Regions from separate parts of the Mus musculus genome. Here all the other regions are linked to region 4. The links are chromatin contacts, called in public promoter capture Hi-C maps. All regions are on one chromosome and are shown on one strand. The core of a region is the stretch at or near the end of the contact, and the rest is flanking DNA. Distances in the headings are between cores, read along the strand shown.

What was found. Promoter capture Hi-C pulls out the DNA fragments that hold promoters and counts their contacts.
Region 1: a contact with region 4 is called in a promoter capture Hi-C map of pre-B cells, with 5 times the contacts expected there. The contact joins the promoter of Msh3 here to the promoter of A630019I02Rik in region 4. A contact is called at or near these places in 4 of 39 promoter capture datasets (the C10 cell line, hippocampal neurons, pre-B cells and 1 more), 1 of 484 Hi-C or Micro-C datasets (pre-B cells) and 1 of 115 datasets of contacts at active chromatin or transcription factors (bone marrow-derived macrophages).
Region 2: a contact with region 4 is called in a promoter capture Hi-C map of liver, with 4 times the contacts expected there. The contact joins the promoter of Ankrd34b here to the promoter of A630019I02Rik in region 4. A contact is called at or near these places in 5 of 39 promoter capture datasets (hippocampal neurons, liver, pre-B cells and 1 more).
Region 3: a promoter capture Hi-C map of liver shows a contact between it and region 4, with 2.8 times the contacts expected there. The contact joins the promoter of Lhfpl2 here to the promoter of A630019I02Rik in region 4. A contact is called at or near these places in 2 of 39 promoter capture datasets (liver and stem cell-derived epiblast-like cells).

Annotation. Positions count from the first base shown.
Region 1 is chr13:92,353,600-92,358,607 of GRCm38.p6, reverse strand. Msh3 (mutS homolog 3) reads left to right here and starts at 3,605. Exons shown (of 24, transcript NM_010829.2): 1 at 3,605-3,845. The coding sequence starts at 3,708. It overlaps Dhfr (dihydrofolate reductase), which reads right to left and starts at 3,825. Exons shown (of 6, transcript NM_010049.3): 1 at 3,264-3,825; 2 at 2,909-2,958; 3 at 576-681. The coding sequence starts at 3,349. It also overlaps the pseudogene Gm19308.
Region 2 is chr13:92,423,128-92,428,236 of GRCm38.p6, reverse strand. It overlaps Ankrd34b (ankyrin repeat domain 34B), which reads right to left and starts at 2,268. Exons shown (of 5, transcript NM_175455.4): 1 at 2,036-2,268; 2 at 1,017-1,161.
Region 3 is chr13:94,055,526-94,061,017 of GRCm38.p6, reverse strand. Lhfpl2 (lipoma HMGIC fusion partner-like 2) reads right to left here and starts at 3,222. Exons shown (of 4, transcript NM_172589.2): 1 at 3,112-3,222.
Region 4 is chr13:93,092,182-93,097,474 of GRCm38.p6, reverse strand. It overlaps A630019I02Rik (RIKEN cDNA A630019I02 gene), which reads right to left and starts at 2,642. Exons shown (of 4, transcript NR_046182.1): 1 at 2,312-2,642; 2 at 1,736-1,761; 3 at 1,424-1,620; 4 at 1-942. Cmya5 (cardiomyopathy associated 5) reads left to right here. Exons shown (of 13, transcript NM_023821.3): 2 at 1-5,293.

The DNA of each region.
Region 1 (5,008 bases), core at 2,356-4,855, 740 kb after region 4:
GGCCACTCAGTTTCTATTGTTGTAGTAGGTAGTGTGGTTCAGTGGCTTAAGCAGATGATAGCGTCTAAGTCTCTTAAGTATGTTGGGTAAGTTCTGACAGTACCAACTGGTTTGGACAGTGAGTGAGTCATTTATAAGGCACTGGGAGGATAACACTGTAAAGTATCTGTTGTGCAAGTATGAGGACCCAAGTTTGATCCCCAGCACCTGGTTCAAAAACGATGACTGGCTTGGTGTTATGCACCCATAATTCTCTCTGTGGATCAGCAGAGACAGGATTCCTGGATCTTACTTACTGGTCAGTTAACCCAGACTAATAGGTGAATACAGACCCCAGCGAGAGACCCCATCTCAACAAAACAAGGTGGACAGACCCTCAGGAAGGACACAGAAGAGCAACATTCAGGTTTGTTTGCATGGATACATGCATGCGTACCTGCCTACATACTCGTGCACGCACACACACACGCACACACACACACAGGTGTTCATTCTGCCTTATCCTGTTATGTACTGATTTGTGCCCTGGGAAACAGATCACTTTTCTTGTAATGAGCTCATGTTATAACACTTACTTGAGTTCTCTACTGAGAACTATATTAATTCTGTCCTTTAAAGGTCGATTCTTCTCAGGAATGGAGAACCAGGTTTTCCTACCCATAATCACCAGATTCTGTTTACCTATAATACCAAGCAGAAAAGATTATCAGAAAATACACATATATTGTCAGTGACATACATAGGCAAGACGATTGTCATAGTGACATCTAGTGGGCATCCTTTAGAAAAATTAAGACAAACAGCTTTACCTAAAATTCAGATTTAGTTCTCATTAACTAAATATAGTTCAATTTTTCAGTTTGGCTCATGCAGTTCATATCTTTTACTTAGGTTTTAATCCATTGCAACCATGCATAATTTCAGTCCACAGGGCTCAGGTTGACTGGATTTTGTAATTCACTTGATATCCTTACATGCTTTATTAGTGTCTAAAGTGGAGAACAGGTTCTAATCCTGGAATTCTTGAGATTGAATGTGTTCACCATCTTAAACTACTTGTCTCTGATTCATCTATCCCAGAGAAATAATACCTATCTCTATGTATATTTAAGATCATCTCTACCTATCTATATTCAGAGGTCAGGGACCTTTGCAGAAGACAGGGGCAGAAAACATGTAAGAGTTGGTAGAAGGGGAAGAGAGCTGTGAAAGGCTGACTTTCGGCCACGACAGGGCTCACATATGTATGCATCAGTTCTCATCTGGCTCCTGCACAAGATCAAGCCAGGCAAAATTCAAGTATGGAGGAGGGTTCCTGAGGCCCCTCCAGTAGGTATTGGTGTTGATGGCTGCTGGGAGATGGAGAGCCCATCTTCTGGTCTGGACTGATTGTAGATTGCTCACATCCTAGTCAATGGCCACACACAGGGTTATTAATAACAAGTAGAACATGACTTAGGGAAGGAGAAGGGGACTCAGGGGGAGTGAGAAGGTAAATGGATACAACCAACATAAACTGGGTAAAAATATAAAGCTTTTATATTTTTGTGTAACCCATATGCACAGGCCAGGCAGTGTGACTGGGTGTCTTTATCTATCTTCTTGAGACAAGTTTTCTCACTGAACCTGGAGCCCACAAATTGGCTACAGAGCAAGCCCCAGAGATCTTTCTGTCTGTGCCTCCCTAATGCTGGTATTACAAATGTGCCACTGTGTCCAGCTTTTTATTCGGGTAGTAGGATTTGAACTCAGAGTAGACTGTGTTAAGATGGCATCTGCAGCTCTTCTTTGGCACTGCCTACAAGGTGGCTGCCATCTGTTTTGCTGCATCATGGCTGTTCGCCGGCCTCTGGTGAAGCCCAAGATCATCAAAAAGAGGACCAAGAAGTTCATCAGACACCAGTCAGACTGATACGTGAAAATTAAGGGAAACTGGAAACCCAGAGGCACTGACAGCGGGGTACAGAGAAGATTCAAGGGCCAGATCCTGATGACCAACATTGGTTACAGGAACAACAAGAAAGCCAAGCACATGCTGCCTAGCGGCTCTAGAACTTTCTGGTCCACAATGGCAAGGAGCTGGAGGTGCAGCTGATGTGTAACAAATCTTGCTGTGCTGAGATTGCTCACAGTGTGCCCTCTAAGAACTGAGGAGTCATCGTAGAAAGAGCAGCACAGCTGGCCATCAGACTCATTAATCCCAACGCCAGGCTACTCAGTAGAGAACATGAATAGGTGGCTTGTGTGCATGTTTTGTGCCACGCCCCCAAGATGGCATTTGTCAACCTGTCTACACAGTGACCTACTATGTTCTCTACTAATGTTCAACATCTACACTGCTGACTTCTTTTTCCCATCAGCTCTGCCCTCCTCTCCTACAATGATAAGCAATAAGCAAACATGTCTGTTAGGAAGAATTACAGCGAATGTCCTTACAATCACAAGTAATGGGAAACTGCCTTATAATTATTGCACACCACTCCCCATTCTTTTAAAGTCAGTCACCCAGACTGCCTCACTGAAGACCACAGCCTTCATCCCACCGTGTCTTCCTAAAGCCAACAGATTTAAATTATTTTTAGCCTCTTCTCCCCTGCATTTTTCTCCATTTACTCAAGTCTTCTGTCTTTCAGTAACAATTCTAAATACCGGCTCAGGTCTCTATTCAAAGTGCTAAATTTTGCTGCCGATTCTGCCCAGTTATATTCGAGCTATATGCACTTGCTAACAAAATTTCAAACATAGAGTATTCTAAGAGGATGTTTAATAAAATCTGGGAATCGCACAAAAATTTCTAGCAAGAAACAGAGATCCCAGATTCCCAGGGGAGACTTTCTACTCATACCTCTACCATGTAAATCTTGCTTCAAGCAAACATAATTCTCATGACTTAATTACTCTACATTACCTTCCACTGAAGAGGTTGTGGTCATTCTTTGGAAGTACTTGAACTCGTTCCTGAAAGTTAGAGAAACAGTTAACCCGTCATGTATGCTCAGGCTCCATTCAGCGACGAAAGGTGCAAGTCCGGTGTGGGTGTGGGGGGTGGTGTTGCTGCCCGCTCAAGGACAGGACTTTGCTCCCGGCCAGGGAGCCTGTGAGCAAAGGCTGGCACAGCAGGGGGATCACCGCGGGAACCGGTAGCTTGGTCTCTGGCTGAGGCCGGTAGGCCTACCGCTCACGCCCGTCCCGCGCGTCCAAGCCAAGTGCATGACCCTACTCAGTGAACCGCCTCAGTTTCCCGAGCCCAGCCCGGCCAATACCTGAGCGGAGGCCAGGGTAGGTCTCCGTTCTTGCCAATCCCCATATTTTGGGACACGGCGACGATGCAGTTCAATGGTCGAACCATGATGGCAGCGGGGATAAAATCCTACCAGCCTTCACGCTAGGATTGCCGTCAAGTTTGGCGCGAAATCGCAGCCCTGAGCTGTGTACCACTTGCGCAGCTTAGGCCCCGCCCCCACCAAGGCCCGCCGCGCATCCTATTTGTGCAGCTAAGGCTCCGCCCCTACCAAGGCCCGCCGCGCATCCTATTTGTGCAGCTAAGGCCCCGCCCCCACCAAGGCCCGCCGCGCATTCTATTTGTGTAGCTAAGGCTCCGCCCCCAAGGCCGGTCCCGCACAGGTTGAGGCGTGCGCGCGCGCAGGCGCGAGAAAGTGCGGCCGCGCGCTCGCGCTCCTAGCAGGCCGGCTCTTCTGCACACTGCAATGCCCCGCGGGAAATCCGCGTCGGGAGGCTCTACTGCCGCCGGCCCAGGCCCGGGGAGGCAAACGGTTCTAAGCCGGTTCTTCAGGTCTGCGGGAAGCCTAAGATCCAGCGCGTCCTCCACGGAGCCAGCAGAGAAGGTAAAGTACGGCTCCGCGGCGCCCCTAGCGTCCACCTAGGCGAAGGCCGTCCCGGGCGGGTTCTGTCTGGGACGGGGCGGAGCTAGAGGGCGGGGTGGGGCCGGACCGCTAGGGGCGGGGTCAGGGTGGGGCGGGTGCGTAGCCGTCGTGGCCGGAAGCGGAGGCCTTATGGAGAGCTTATTAATGGTGGGTAGGGCTAAGGGGCGGGGCCAGGGAAGGCTTAAGGTGGCGGCTTCTTCTGGTCCTTGTTTTAGTTGACTTTTTTACCCGACCAGCGGTAATAGATTTGAGGTCTTGGTGCTTCCAGTCGGTAGCCGGAACCCGAGCCAGAAACTTCTATCGTGGTGAATGGCGAGGACTGGCCGGCCGGCCCAGGATGCGTTTTTTAACCTCTGTTCTTCATTCTTTCCTTTACATTTTCCCTACTGTATTGATGGTTGAAGAGGAGCTTTATTTACATATGCTTGCTTGGCTGACTAGAAGAAAGCTGTCATTAAGGCTAGTTTCTCAGAATTCAAAACCATGTGCTCTGTCTTTCTGATCCCCGTGCCAGAATATCGTTTTACTGTACAGATTTCCAGTGTAAGCATTTAGATGGATGAAGTTTCTGTACATGCTTATAGTTGGCTACTTCCTGTTGCTTGCAGCCCATCAGATAGTTCAAAGCAAAGCAAAGAGAAACAAAACCAAAACCCCATCGTGATACTGCCACAAACACAGGCCCAAGGATGTTTCCCACACTAGCTGGCAATGTGTCACACTTGTTCAGGGTGAGTTAAGGCCTCGGTCATTTCCCAGACTGAAGATGTAGAAGGTGATTGTAACGGGCATCTCCTGTATTTTACTGCAGTTGCAAATCAGTTTAAGAATCTTAACCCATTTCATTTATATTTCTTTCCAATACTGACTAATGCTCTACTCTCTCTTTTTAAGGCTTTTTTTTTATTTCTGTACATTCACTAAGATTCATTTTGCACTCACCACTGAGAGGATATTAGGCAAAAGTTTTAAGTTTTTCATAGATTATCTGCCAACAGATAGTCTCAGGACATCTTTTAATAGTGAATGGAAGCTTTGAAACAGGAAATACATTGGTCGTTTATTACTCCTCTTCCTTCTATAATTTTGCATTTTGAAAATAGATTTTTTAAAATTGATCTTGT
Region 2 (5,109 bases), core at 1,019-3,518, 670 kb after region 4:
GTCTGGCTGTGGAGCCATAAAGTGGGTATATGACTCTAAAGCTCAGAACAGTCCTTTCTCTTATCCTAGTTCCTGCCCTGGTGTGAAATGAGTTGGGGAACCTGGGCTCTTCCAGAGTTACCAGGTTTGGGAGTGTATTGTTCCTAAGTGGGGGTGGGGTGGGAGGGGAGGCAATAGCTACATTACTGTAGATGATTGTGAGTTTAAAAATCGGGAGGCATTTACTGCTTAGGAATTCATTAAGTACTAGGTTCCAAATATGCATCACCCAATACAGGTCCTGCTTATGTGAGTCCCCTGGACTGGTGGGACCTAACAGGGAGATGTCAGGTTTTACACACCAATGGCATCTCCATCTTTTCTTAGTCCCAGAATCATGTAAGCCTTTAAAAAGGATTTCTTACTCCTGTTTGTTTCCTGGTTGCTTCCAAGCCCTGCATCTGCTCACACAGGGGTGCCTCCACCATCATCCCCAAGTTGTTTGAAAATTAATTTCCTTGCAGAGGTGAAGGGCAGAGTTGCTGCCACAGTCCAGAGGAATAGGGAGCCCACGGGTCCCACGGAAGACTACAACCCTGAGCAGGAGCCAACCAGAACTTGAGGCTTGCAGCTTTCTCTTCCCAGTCAGCTCTTCAAAATCACTGTCCTGATGGGCAAGCAGTCCAAAGCCAGACAGCAACTGGAATGAGGCCAGCCAGAGGTCATAAGCAAAATGTGTCTGTTCCCAGCAAGCAGAGAGTCGGAGCCAAATAAAAGATGCACTGACTGCCCAGGAAAAGTCAGCTTTCTTGGGTCTCCAGTCTTCTAAGAAATATTCAGGAACTGCCCACGGGAAGGAGTTAGTTTATAAGGTGTGCTGTTTCCCTCACATAGCTACAAAGCTAGGCTGGCTCCCATGAGCTCCTCCTGGGGCTAGGTTATGGGTGCCTAGATCCCATCTTCTCTTCAGAAGATTCCCTCCCTCAGCAGAGACAGAGACGGGGGAGGGGATGAGGATGGGGGTAGAAATTGCAAACCTGCTCCTCCAAAGTGTCTGGGAAGCGGCGAGGTACCAAGGTGGCTGGATTTCCAGACTGTTGAGTGTGCAGGCGGCGTGTCTCCAAGGTCCGTGCCTGGTTTCCTCAGATTTTCCCCAGTTCAGGAGAGAGCAAGTCCAAGGTGCTGTCGGAGAAGGGCAAAGGAAGGTGACTGGGGCGACAGCGCTGGGGCGCGGATGGGGGCGGGGTGCTCATTTCGTCGCCTCCACTCCAAGCCAGGGCAGGCAGCTGCCCAAGAAAAAGGCTTGTGCCGGGAGGCCCTGGGCAGTGGTCCCCGCGTAGCCTAGCACTCGGCCCTCGCTGGGGAGATGGCGTGCCAGAGAGCAGGCAGCACTGGTCCTCCGCCCGGGCTGGCGCCGTTCCTCAGCCCGCTCTCCGCTGAAGGGGTCTGGATGCCCGGTGCCAAGGATGTGCGCACCCGGGAGCCGCAGGGACCGGACTGCCTACCCGGCGACCCCGGTTCCTGCAGCCCGAGGTTGCAATCGGCTCCGCGGCCCCAGCCCGCGCTCCGTACCTCCGCTGCCCAGCGGCCACGGGCACCTGCGGCCACGCGCTCCTGCCGGACCCCGCGACCCGCGCGCTCCACTGGCCGAGTGCGCGCCGCTCCCGCCACGGGGCTCCCACCCCGCAGCCCTGGGCCCCGGGCCGCTCCTCCCGCGTCGCGAGGCCCGAAGGCGGCGGAATCCGCAGACCCGCGGGGTCCGAGCGCGAGCCGCCAACCGGAGCTGGGGACTTGCGGGAACCCGGAGGCGCGCGGCGGGGCGCGGGCGAGCCGGAGTCTCCCGGGAGGCCCCTGAAGCCCGCTGGCCCTCGGTGGCCCGTAGTGGTCCGCGGTAGCAGGGTCTCCGTCCCCACACTGGCAGCTGCGGTGTCAAATGTGCGGCAGGTGCCTGTTCGCGGGGCGCACCGCGGCCACACGGCCTCGCGACCCTCGGTGCCTCAGTCTCGCAGCTGTCACCGCATCCCAAAGTTTCCCCAAGTGCAGCGGGCGGACTGACCTGGGACGCGCTGTCGGCTCGGCAGTGGTCCTTCACCTTCCTGATCGGCTCCTGCTCGGACGCTCCGTCCGAGCTGGGTGACTGTCGACGATTCGGCGGCGACTGCGATCTCAGTCCCCTGTCCGTGTCACCGGGCCCCCGCCCCTGCCCTGCAGACACAGGCGGGCCACGAAGCGCTGGAGCGGGAGCGGCGAGGCGCGCACCTCGCCAGACGCGGGGCTGGCGCTTCCGCTGGGAGTGACGCGCCCGCGCTCCGCCGCGCTGCAGGTGGGGGCGGCGGGCCAGTCCGGGCCCCGGGGCCAGAAGATGCTCTCCGAGGCTCCGCCTCCGCTCCTAAGCCCCGCCCCGTCTCCACTCCAGGCCACTGAGCTTTGACAGCTGCGACTGGTGGGAGAGCGAATGGGCAGAGCCCAGGTAGCCCAAGAAAGATGACGCCCCTCCCCACTAGTCCCCGTGCCCTTGGTCCGGGTCTGCGTCCACGTTCCCTTCCATCCCATAGCCATCTCGTTGGTCTGAGATTCAGCCTTCACAGGTTCCTTCCCCCACTTCAGGTAAAGCCAGAGCCTCACTAAAGAACTGAACGTTTGTAGGAGCAACCGTTTTGTTTTTATTTTATGAATTTATAATTTCATTATACTCTAATTAAGGCTTAATGGAATAGCTAACAAAATTTCGCAAAATAAATTTGAGGTATTAAACTCCACAGAGACATGAAGAAAAAAGGAAATTATGTAAACGAGATAGTTTCAGCTTTTCATATGTATTGAAGGAGGTGAGAATTCAAGGCCAGCCTGGGCAACATACTTGCCTAAAATCAAGCTAGTCTGTAGTTTTTCCATCCCCAAAGGGGAAGATAATAGACCCTTTGGCAGACTTCCTCTGCTTAAATAAAATTCCTGTGAAATGGTTCCTTATAAACATTTGTCACATATTCTCAGGACATGTTGCACCAGAAGCAGGCTCTAAGAAGGTGGACTACCTGGGGTGGGTCACCCTTTGTTCACACACCTTTGGGGAGTCCCAGAAAGGAGAGAGCAAACTTTTATGAAGGCATGGGTCTTTTCTCCATCTCTTTTTAACAGTTTTATTAGTATATACACAGCATGCATATTAAAAGGTGTGGACCACAAGTCTAATGATTTGTGTACAAACTGAAGCCAACAACAGAACGTATTACCAGCAACCCCAAAGGTCCCCTTATGTCTGCACCCTGGGAGGACTGGTGGCTCTGCCAGCACAGAACGGTTTTGTTGCTTGTGTGTTTTCTAACATCATTGGGAATATGTCTCGCTGCCTGGGTCCCCCCCCCCCACACACACACACCCTCGTTGTTACACTTCAGACAATATGTTATGTATGACTGTGCTTTTCTCCTTCTTTTCGTTCATTGTGTCTGTGTGTCTCAATTTGTTTTGCTTCTGGGAGACATTTAGGGCTATTCTCAGGCTTGGGAAAGTCCACAGACACTGCTATGAACACAGCAGGTGACATCTCCTGCCCACCTATCTGTAGACACAGTTTTGTGGGGTACACCTGAGAGTGGAACTGTGACTCATGACATCAACATGTGTTCAGCCTCTGTGGATGTTACCAAACCTCAAAGTTTATCCAGTTTTCACCACTACTTTATAAGTTCTTTATTGATTGCTCTCACAAACGAATCTCATTGATAATTGACAATCACCACATTTAACACAGTGCAAATTTATTTACTTGATTATAGTTACGGAAGTCAGAAGTGCAAACAGCTTTAATGTTCCTGAATTCAGCAGAGTTGCAGGGCTGTGTTGATTCTGGAGGGTTCTTAGGAGAGCGTCTGTTTCCCCTGCTCCTGGCTTTCAGAGGCCCTTTGCGTTCCTTGACTAGTGGTCCCATCCTCCACAATCCTATTCAGATGTCTCTGTGTCTATCTGTTTGTCTCTGTCACTGTTTCTGTCTCTGTTTCTGTCTCTGTCTGTTTGTCTCTATCTCTGTCTCACTCTCTGTCTCTCTCTCTGTTTCTCTCTGTCTTTCTGTCTCTCTGTCTGTCTCTGTCTCTCTGTGTATCTCTCTCTGTTTCTGACTCTCTGTATCTTTCTTTTCCCCTAACTCCTCTGCTCTGGCTTGTTTTTTTTGTCTCCCTCCGCCCCTCAGCTTCCTTTCCACCCTCTGACCTCCCTGCCTTACTTCTCTGTATTTGCACTGGGCTTCCTTGGATAATCTGCCATCTCGAGATTCATAATTTAATCACACCTACAAAGTTCCTTTCCCCACATAGCATAACATATTCACAGGCTCCAGAAATGAGGCTGTGAACTTCTTTGGCAGGCTATCATCTGGCTTCCTCCACCCACCACTGAAGTACTGGAAGCTATTTGCTAGAGACAAGAGATGTCTGGGGGTGGGGGGGGGTGGGTGACGGGAGTAATGAAGCCTGAAGGATTTTCCTGTTGACCTGGTCCTTACCAGGTCAGGAGATGGGGCAATGCTGAGAAGTCATCCTTCCTGGTCCACTGTTCCTGGGAGCTTTCATAGAATGAGAGTCCAGGCTGCTTTGGGCTAGAAACACCTATGCTGAGCAAAAGGCTAGAGAAGGCGGACCTGCTTTATCTAATGTATGGGATGCTGTGGTCTGAATGTGTTTCCCACAGTGCTACATTGAATTATAACTGCAATATTTGAAGATGGAATGCTTGGGAGGTGATGAGTCATGGGAGTATGGCCCTTAGGATGGGTTAGCACCCTTGAGAAAGGGCCTAAGGGGGTAGTAAGCTGGTGTCTGGGCATCCTCCACATGTGACAGGCAGTGCTCATTCTCTCTAAAGGACGTGCAAGCAGCACTGCTGGAAACCACAAGAGCAGCCCTGGCCAGATGCTGAGCTTCTAAACTTCCCAGTCTCTAGAACCCTGAGGGGCGCTTTTCAGTTGTCCCCAAGCTCCTCAGTCTGTGCTATTTTTCCTAGGGCAGTGTTAATAAACATTAATAAACCCTGGGACAGTGGGGCTAGGGACAGCAAGGAGACAGTGGCTAACACATTCCATGTGTACCTTGGGCAAAGTGTGTGGTCAGTGGAAAGTGCCCTGTTCCAGGCTGT
Region 3 (5,492 bases), core at 1,973-4,472, 960 kb before region 4:
GTCATCTGTCTCCAAACAGGGTCCTCATAAGTGCTCCCTCTGAGAGGGTCCCCAGTCCCCAAGGATTCTATGCAGGGAAAGCCCACCTGGGAGATAGACAGGTAGCGAGATCGTCATCTCCCAGGTTCTCTTCACCCCACTCCCGTGCTGCCAGGATGCTTGCACTATATGGCACTGGCTGGCTGCTTCATCCCCCTGCCTACCCTGGTGCCACAGAACTCTGAAATCGGAATGTGACTGACTTCAGAGCCTGTCCTACAAGAGAATCTTTAAAGACATCTGCTGAATGACGGGATAAATGAGTGGGCAGATGAGTAAGCTGGCACTGTAACACACACACACACACACACACACACACACACACGGGGTTGGGGGGAAGACAGGAGGAGCCCACAGGCACAGTTCCTCTGTTCACTGTTTAGTTAGGGATGTCTGTTCACTTTGTCCTCTGGTGTCTATACACCTGAATAAAGGTGTACTTTAAGGCTGATTTTTTTTATTTGTTTGGTTGGGGGAGTTGTTTGTTTGTTTGTTTTATGGAATGAATTCTGGAATTAGGCACTTACAGATTACTTGTATCTTTCTAAGACTAGTGAGCTTTGACTCTAACATTGACTTTAGCATTCTTGGGCAGTGTGTATCACATCAACCATTAAAAGGTTTTTAAGAGTGGGAACTTCTAGATGTTGACTGTCAGAGGCAAGGCTCAACTCAGACACTCAGTGGGAGAATCAGTTACTCTTGAGTCCCTTTTACCCTGGGAACTTAAGAGTGCTGGCAATCCTTAATGTTTTCTGAGCATTTCGTGTGTGGGGGAACCATCCCAAATCCGAACAAAGACACCAGTTAACCTTCCGGAGACGCTCACGTGAACCCTCACAACCATTTTCAATTTTTAAAAATATTTTATTATTAATTTTATTTTTAATTTTGTGTACACTTGTTCAGTGTATGAGTTCCTGAATGTGAGTGCAGTGCCAGACGAGGCCAGAAGAGGGCATCTGATCCCAAAGAGCCTGAGTTGCAGGCAGGTGGTGGCAAACTCCAGTCTCCCCAGAAGAGTAGTAAGCACTATCGACTGCAGAGCAACCTCCGAGATTTAATTTTATTATTTGTGTGTGTGACTAAGTGTAGGCACACATGCATGCACAAGTGCCTGAGAAGGCCAGAAGAGAGCATGGGATCCCTCAGAGCTGGAGTCCTAGGCATTTGTGAGCCATCTGAGATGGATGCTGGGCTTAGAACCCCAGTCCTCATGAGAGAGCAACAAGAGCTCATAACACCAGAGCCACAGTTCCAGCCCCCACTAGGTAGACACAGAGACCGCAGCGGAGAGCTAGAACGGAGCTTGCTAACATTCACATAGGCTTCACACAATGGGGACCCAACAGACTAAATCTGAGTCTCCTGAAAAGCTTTTTAAGATTTATTTTTAATTATGTCTAGTTGTGTGCTTGCACCTGGGTATGTCCACAGTGCAAACGCCTGTGGAAGCCAGAGGCACTGATCCAGTTGGGAGCTGTCTGATTTGGGTCATGGGACCTCAGCAAGTGCTCTTAACCACTGAGTCATCTCTCCAGCCCCAGGACTCTCCTACATTTTAATCCTCCTGTGTTGGCAATTCTTTGCAGTAAAGATATATAGAAAATGAAGACTTTTTTTTTTTTTTGCAGTGTGTGTGTACACACACACACCTGAAGTTTTCTATCCATTCTTTTGTAACTATCTCCTGCTGTAGACTTTTCTCCCTGCCTTGTTCAACCTTGCTTGCAGCCAAATCTCTAAGCCCATGCCTCTGTTGTTAGCAGGTGCTGTCAATTCTGAGTTGCGCACATGGATAAACGGTATGCTTATTTTTCCCCCATAAGGCACTGCTTTGCTCTCATCTACAAAGATCCTTTTTTTCCTTCAGACAAATGGCTGGTTCATGTATCATGACTCAAATTATATTCACAAATGTTCATTTGCAGTGTAATCACTCTTCCTAACTAGACTGGTTCAAGACAAATGAGCAGCCCCCTTTCCCACCCTCTTCTCTTTAAGCTTACAGTGCTCCACCTCCCGCTATAAAATGCTGTCACAGACCACAGGCCACACTGCTCTGTATGACCTACTGCAGGTCACTCTATTTTTTTTTAATGACATCGTCTGGTATTGCTTTAAACCTTTCAAATATTTCATCAGAATCAGATGTTCCAACACAGGCTAGCCCTATTAGCCTGATTGCAGAGAGAGATGTTCATCTTCCCTGTCTTTAAAATATTTAACCATCGCATGCGTGTTCTCTATCTCTTAATTTGAAAGGGAGTTTTTAAAAAAAATGATTAGAAGAGCATCAGAAAGAGCAAGATAAATTATTCCTTATCCCATCCTCTCTTTGAGCTGGACAGGAAGAGTGTTCAGAGAATTAAAGTCCCTTCGAAGGAACTCTGACTTAGCCCCCCACACCTTGCCGCCCTGTGGCTCCAACACACACTCGCCGGCAGTGGTTCCACTTTTCCATATAGGTCACCAGCTGTAATCTACAAGCACAAAAACAATCATGGCACAGAGTACAGGAAACTGCCCGGGCAGGAGTGAGGTAGGGTGCGAGGATGAGAGTCTTTTGCCCTTACTTCCATACAAACTCCCGAACCTCCTGAATTAACAGAAAAGTTGAGCCGACTTGAAGAAACTCTTTTTGCTTTTCTCAGTTCAGAGAGCACGCGACCGCGAATAGACTGAGAGAGAAGTGCGGCCGGGTGGGGGTAGGGACTGCATTCAAACCCATCTCTCTGAGTCCTTCATCCACCCCAGATGTGGTGTTCCCCAACTCCCCGCCCACCTCCTCGCCAGCCCTCACCCCTCTGCACTGGCCACAAAAAATGCAGCCCAGGTCTGAGATGCAGCTGAGGTCTGTGGCCGGTGAGACCCACGCGGTACGGACCGGGGCTGGAGGGGACCACTACAGCTCCCCGGGAAAAAGCGCTTCCAGGCTCAACTTCTTCCACGTCTGCGGCGGGCCGGCGCTGCAGCGGATCCTTCCTGCCCCGGCACCCGCCGCCCGTCCCTCCGCGCCCCCGTGCACTGTCGGGGACCGGCCCCCTCCCGGGCTCCCCGCGCAGCACCTACCTGGCCGGGGCAGCCGGCTCCTAACGCCCCGCTCTGGCCCGGGCGCGTGCAGCCTTCCCCAGCCGGGCTCTCTGTGCCGCCTCCTCGCTGCAGCCTCGATCTGGCCCCGGCGGACCCGCAGGGGCGAGGGCGGGAGCAGACGAGGGTCGGCGGCGCCGGGGCGGAGGCCGAGGGGCGGGCGCAGCGGGAGGAGGCGGCCGAACCTCGCAGCCCAGGCCGGCCGCTGCCACTCAGCATCCCCGCCTCCGGCCGCCGCTCGGGGAGGGGTCGGCGAAGCCCGGCCTCCGGGGGGGAGGGTCCTACAGGGCCCGGGAGAGTGTGGGCGACGCGCGCGATCCCTGAGAAGGGGTCCCGGAGCCCTGCGGGGTTCTCTCCTCACGCTGTCCCAGTGCCTATCGTGGACCAGAGCCGGCGGGGCGGGCGGGAAGAAAGTCGGTCCGTGGCCCAGGAAAACCGCAGGGTGGAGAGTGGTCTGCGGTGCTTTTAAAGCAGAGGCTGGAGGCACAAGTTTACAGGTCCTGATTTCTACTTCGGGAAACTGCAAACTTTCACAGAGCTTGGATGCTTGGGTCCAGACACATCCCCCAGGCACTGAAGATACACTTTCCAATAGATACCACAGATATCAAAGGCGGTTTAGCCAGCGGGAAAGGGATCCAGAGAGGAGACCCACCAACTCCTCTCACCACCGCCCCCAGGGCCAGAGCAAAGGACAGAGTCAAATAGCCAGGGGCTGAATTGTCTGAATTCATTGTGTTAGGACAGAACCCAGCTAAGATCACCTTCCTTTGTCTCCAACCCCCACCCCCTGTCAAATTTGCTTCAGCCTCCAAACTCTCAGACACTTGTCTATCCACCGAAGCACACCCACCCCCCCCACCCCTCCCTCCCGGCCTTCCCTAGCAGCTTGCATGTGCTCTTTGCTCTTGAAGTCTTTGCACTTGACCCACTATTTCCAAATCCATTTGGGTTTGTCAGTTTCAATGGCCCCCTCCTGCTTTTGAAACCCGTGGGCACGGCACCTATCTGCACGGCCTTACAAGCTTAATGGCTCTAGAACACCACTTCCTGGGTGAGAGGGTATCTGAGGCATTTTGCCAGGAAAATTAAAAAAACAAAACAAATTCTTGATTTCTTTGCAACTCCACTATTGAAAACCATATCCCACAGCAGGATTGTAGATAGCATAAGTCATCCGCAACTGCTGGTCTGTGGAGAAAACATACAAATTAAATCGGTTGGGATTCTTCACATGCAAAGGGTACCTATCACCAATTAACAATAGCTGCAAACACAAATGCATCACCATGCTGGTCCTCATCCAGATGGGGTCCTAGAAGGACCCATGCCTGTATCCACGCTGAAGCTGCTGATGCTGTTCCCAGGACTCTCCCACGGTTGAATCCTACTGGGAAAAAAAAAAAAAAAAAAGCTTTCCCGAAACACATTCTACAAGAGTGTTAAGTGCTCTCTCTATTTGGCAAAATCACGTGCTAGAAATTACAAGAGGGCTTATGAGGTTAAGAATAAACTTAAAAATCTACATAGCATTGCAATCGGAGAATTAAAAACAGCAACCATTCAAAAGAACATACTAACAGAGTTTATAAACTGTACTAAATTCCTAATAAATATTACAGTGAATACAAGACTTTACCTTTATAAAAAGATGGAGGTAATTATGGGAGAATTGTTTGAGATCAATGAATTGAGAAGAAAGCCAAAACAAATTTTAGAAACAGAAACCTTTGCCTTGTACCCTCTTCCTATGAACTCTCCTGGGTTATAGCTCACGACTGAACCAATCAAAGAACACAGAACAGATATGCACCATTATGTGTATACACAATGCCTTCCAATCTCACCCTGATTAGGCGGCTGTTGTCCATTGGTGATATCAAATGTGCCAGGAACATTTGAATATGAAGCAGCATACCATACTGCTCCCTCCATTTCATTAGAAGCCCTCCCTATGTAGAAGCAGTCACGAATGAGGTCATTTGTTATGCTTTGCTGAGACATCCTCGTGAGTTCACAATGGCCCTATGCGTACGGAGTAGATAGCACTGTGCTCCACACCTCTGTTGAACTGTTATCTAAGTCAGAGGCCATTGTAAGCATCAGTGAACAAGAAGTGGTGCAAACATGGCTTCCCTTGTGAATTGTGGGTACATCACTAGTTGTTTCATGTCGTTTGGTGGTATTATATGTTTCGAATGTATTTAGCTTGAGTTGGTGCCTCATCTCTGTCTCAGTTTCTTTGAAGGGCACAGTCTGTAGCTTATAGACACTGTGCCTTTACATCTTCCACAATGCTGGCACAGTACATACCCATCGGGACATAAACATTAAGGTATCTATGCCCAGTTGACTGGGCTATG
Region 4 (5,293 bases), core at 1,393-3,892:
AAGACCCACAGAATGGAGCCACCAAGCATTCCAGCAACCATGGTCCTTGAAAGAGCAAAGGAAGAACTGGAACAGAATGCACAAGGAAAGGAAAGTTCAGAGGATGATGCTTCAGTCTTGACAGGCTCAGCCGATGATGTGCAACAGGAAGGCTTGGTTTCTGTCAACCATTCCATGCCATGGGAGGCAGAGAAGGAGTCTTTAGAGACAGGACCACCAAGACCAGCGCCAGCCATCCAAGAAAAGTTTGAGCCAGACATGGAAGGGCTAGAGCCGATTTCAACAGAAAAAACAGAACAAGCGTCTGAATACGTGACCTCATCTGAGCCCATAGTCCACAGAGAGGAGGAGCATGCGCCTGAGCCCATAGTCCACAGAGAGGAGGAGCATGCGCCTGAGCCCATAGTCCACAGAGAGGAGGAGCATGCGCCTGAGCCCATAGTCCACAGAGAGGAGGAGCATGCGCCTGAATCCATAGTCCACAGAGAGGAGGAGCATGCGCCTGAGTCCATAGTTCAAAGAGAGGAGGAGCATGCGCCTGAGCCTGAGTCCATAGTCCACAGAGAGGAGGAGCATGCGCCTGGGCCTGTGCCCATAGTCCACAGAGAGGAGGAGCATGTGCCTGAGCTTGAGTCCATAGTCCACAGAGGGGAGGAGCATGCGCCTGAGCCCATAGTCCACAGAGATGAGGGGCATGCACCGGAGCCCATAGTCCACAGAGAGGAGGAGCATGTGCCTGAGCCCATAGTCCACAGAGATGAGGGGCATGCACCTGAGCCCATAGTTCACAGAGAGGAGGAGCATGTGCCTGAGCCTGAGTCCATAGTCCACAGAGAGGAGGAGCATGCGCCTGAACCCATGGTTCTTAGAAAGGCACAACTAGAGAGGGGAGTGGAAACTTCTACGCCAATCACGGATACCACTGAACCCGAAGATTCTAGTCTAGAAGAAGAGATCATAGAACTTGATTACCCGGAAAGTCCTTTAGCTTCTAAGGAGACTTCCCCATCGCCTTTGTCCCCTGAAGTAGAGCACAGAAAAGAGCCCATTCTACCAACACAGATGACATTCACACCTGAACGTATCACTTTGTCCGAGGAAGAAAGAGAAGAAAACGAGTCTGTTTCTACCGATTCTGCTTTTGTATCTGAGTATTCAGTCCTACAGGATTTGAACCATACACCAGAGAAGCTGGAAGTAGAGGCAGTTTCTGTATCTGATGTGAAATCTAGCAATGAACCTGCAGTCTTTTCAGAGGACGACGAGGAACGTGAGTCTTATTCCCCAGCTATGACCTCTGTATCTGAGCAGTCTCTTTCTCCATCCACCACTGAGAAGACATCTGCCATCCAGTCCCCACTCTTTTCAACAGTTTCACCAGTCCTGTCTGGAGATGAGGCCTCAGAGAGCGTGTGTCACTCACCAGAATCTGAATCTGCGGCTGAGTATTCTGTTCCAGCACATGCGCAAGAGTTGCTGTTGAAAACAGGTGACCACAAGCTCCCATTAAAGTCCCAACGTGTTTCTGAGCCCATCATTCAGGCAGAAGATGAGAAAGAAGATATTGGGCTACTTCCCCCAGCAGCACTGAGCCAGGCAGTTCTATCGGAAGATGAGAGTCTAGGAAGTGGAAGTTTCGCATCAGATTCAAAGCTGCCATTTAAACCCTCGGTTTCACAAAATGCAACACGGGAATCCCCCCAAAAAACAATAGATGACATGCCCCAATTCAAACCAAGAGGCCTTTCTGATCCTGCAACCCTGTTAGAAGAAGAAAAGGAAGCCATTGGAGTTGGGCTATCTTCATCCAATGAGGTCTCTGCAGTGGAATGCGCTCTCCCCCCACAAACCACTGAGCTGCTTTCTGAAAGCCATGCCCCACCTCCCTGGGCCATCTCATCCGAACAAGTGGTCCAATCAGAAGAAGGGAGCAGAGACCAGCAGCGGGGCTCATTCTCTTCCACACCAGAGCTTGGCCACACATCTCCTCTGCTTCTAAAGGGTGCCTCCTCACCCACAGGTCTATCAGAGCAAGGGCAGGAAGAGGACAATATTGGGCCCCTTTCCCCTGATTCTGCATTTGCGTCAGAATTCTCATTCTCACCCTATCCGACTCAGGAACTAGAGAAGAGAGAGCTGGGGCGGGATTCTCCACTGTGCTTAACGTCCCCCTCTGAGCAGACTGTTCTGTCTGATGAGGACACGGAAGAGGCTGACCTCTTTTCTCCGGATTCAGCATCACAGGTGTCAATCCCACCATACCGAATCGCAGAAACAGAGCAAAACAAGGTCGAGCCAGACGAATTACTACCTAGGAGGTCTGCTCCAGACTATCCCTACTTCTCAGAGGCAGATGAAGAAGAGGCGGGGTCCTCAGTGGTCACGCCTGTGCCTGAGCATTCTGAGCCATCGCAGGAGCGGGAGGAGTCTTCCCCTTGTAGGCCTGTGTTCGAAGATCTGAGCCTGCTACCTTCGGCAGATAAGACCGGCCAAGCAGAAACTATGTCAGATGTTCCAACAATTTCAACCTCTGTGTCTGAATATCTCATCCTGGCACAGCAGGAGAAAACTCAGGCATCTTTGGAGCCTGAGGCTGAAGATTTGGTACCACCACCAACCAGTGGATGGGAGAAGAGAGATGCAAAGAGTAGTCTGCCAGCAGTTACAATAGCAGCTTCCTCTTCTGCACTCTCATCAGTGGTAAAGGAAGAAACCACATCCGTTTTGCCCACCTCTCAGCCCTCAGTTTCACCCGAGTCAACCTGTGTGCTTAAGCCAGAGCAGGAGCCCACAGCACCTCTCACTCTAACAAGTGCAGATGAACAGATGGCTTTGCCCAGAGTCGGAAGGGAAAAAGCTGTGCTGGATTCTCAAGAAGCGACAGCACACAAATCGCAGGATCAGACACCAGAGCCTCGGCTCCCAAATGTTCCAGGGTCTGGGATGAAATATTCAGTTTTGTCTGACTTGGGAGATGAGCCAAAGGCGGATGTCAAACTCAATTTAGCTCCAACTGTGACTTCTGAACTAGAACAGAGAATGTTGTCAAAGAATGAGCCTGAAGTGGCAAAACCACACTCACCTCCAGAGGAAACATCTATTTCTGGACCTAAGGTTTTATCTGCAGTGAAAACGGAAGTGAAACAGGAGTCCAAAATAACCAGGGAACTTCCTGCGGCTTCATCGGGGAGAGAGAGGGGAGCAGAACACAGTCCACCTGCACCACCTGCACTTCCAGCATTGATGGAAGAGATGGGGAAAGACACAGAAGCCAGCTCTTCTGCCACCACAGTGCCAGTAACTAAGCTTGATTCAAATTCAACTAAATTAGGCAGGGATGAAGTCCTGACAGATCCATCTCTTGCCAGCCCTGTGGAACACCCAGGCTTAAAGGGAGTAGGGAAGAGCGAGTTAGGCAGTGGTTTGCCTTTGCCCAGCATGTCTACCTCAGAGGTGTTAAGGCCTGAACCCAAACTTCCTGTCAACTCAGGGGTTGAGGTAGAGAGAGAAGACAACGAGCCACCTCCATTGCAAGTGTCACCCACATCCAAACCCACGGTGCCAAATGACAAACACGAGGAGATAACAAGGTCTCCTGATTCTGAAAATGTAGTTTCAGATGATTTAGCTCCAACATTACTGGCCCTCAGACATGAGATGAACAGGCAAGCAGAGGAGACATCTTCTCCAGTGCCGGGGAGTTTCCTGTCAGGAGAGCAAGAGCTTATAAAGCTCCCCCCAGAGCCTGAGAAGCACAAACAGTTATCAGAAGTACCAACTGCTGGGTCAGAACTCATTGATAGTAGAGATAGAGATAGATCCTTAGGTATAGAACCAGTAAAACCCATCGGAACGGAACCAGGGCCTTCTATCTTAGAAAAGGGCCCCGCTGAGCTTCAGAGAAGAGGAAAAGAACAAGAAGAAAACAGGAAGCTTCCTGTGCCTGCCTCAGCTCCATTAGAGACTGCTTCTTTTGACCTCCCCATTGAGCAAAAAGAGCCTAAACGGACCCTTCATGAGGGCCAAGCTGTTGAGGTGCCTGATGAGAGCAGCTCTTCTGCAGATAAGCCAGAGCTGGGTGTTAAACAATTGGCAGAGAAGAAGGAGAATTTGGAGCAACCCAAGCCATTTGTGACAACTGAGCGTGCCAGTGTTACAGGATCAAAAGTGAAAGAGAGTCTCATTTCTCCAAAGGACAACACCTGGATGCTGGAAAAGCCAGATGGCTTAGTCAATCAGCATGAAGATAGAAAACCAGGAACTGGGCAGCTGGAGTCCTCTGAGAGCACTGATCTGATGTCAGAGAAACTTGGGGCTGCTCCACTGGATACAGATCACACATCTGAAACCAGAAACCAAGAAACAAGCAAAGCACCAGTGTCTGGTGAGAAGCTATCTCAGGAACCCAGAAGGGTTCAGTCAAAGGCTGTAGATGATTCTGAGGAAGGGAGAAAGCTAGCCTCTGGCAACGTGGAAGTACTCACCCAAAGTAAATCTGTCCCTGCTGTGAAAGCAAAAGCCACACCTCAACCTCCAGAGACCCCAGAGGTGACACAAAAGCCATCTGAGAAGTCACTCGTCACTGAGCAAGGTCTTCCTGCAGAGAAGGGAAAGAAAGGCATTTCATCTTTTAAATCATGGATGTCTAGTTTATTGTTTGGATCAAGCATTCCAGATAGTAAGGTCTCTGACAACGAAGATCTAGAAACTCGTCCAGGTCCCTCTGTAGAGAAAGCAGTACCTGCCATAGAGCCTAAAGGTACAGTTCCTGCTGAGGTTAATATAGCCGAGAAGCCAGCGGTTCATTCATTACCTGAGGTCACAGTTAAACTGGCCGAGGAGCCCAAAGGCGTTTCAGTTAAATCCAGCATAAGTCAAGACCTTAAAGAAAAACTCACATTTTTATCAAACGAAGACGTTTTAAAGCAACCTAAGTCTAACTCTGAAAACTATGGGCAGAAGGAACTGCCAGGCTTCTCAGAAGGAATGGGCGAAAGCTTAGCTACTTCAGTTGGTGACAAACATCCTGGAATTCATCCTTGTTCCCCTATGGGTGAGAAAGTGGGTATGGAAGAAGCCCAAAACATGGCTCCTCTTCATATTACTGAGAGCCAAAGACGCCAGAAGCCAGAGGTCTCTTCTCCGTCTATGTGGAATATTTCTGCACGTAAGGAAGAGCCAAGCAGTGATCACAAGGAAACATGGCTCTCGTCATCTGACGTAGTAGATAGAATGCCACAGAAGCCCAAATCAGCCCAGTCCGCCTTCACAAGGATGAACTCAGAGGAACCAG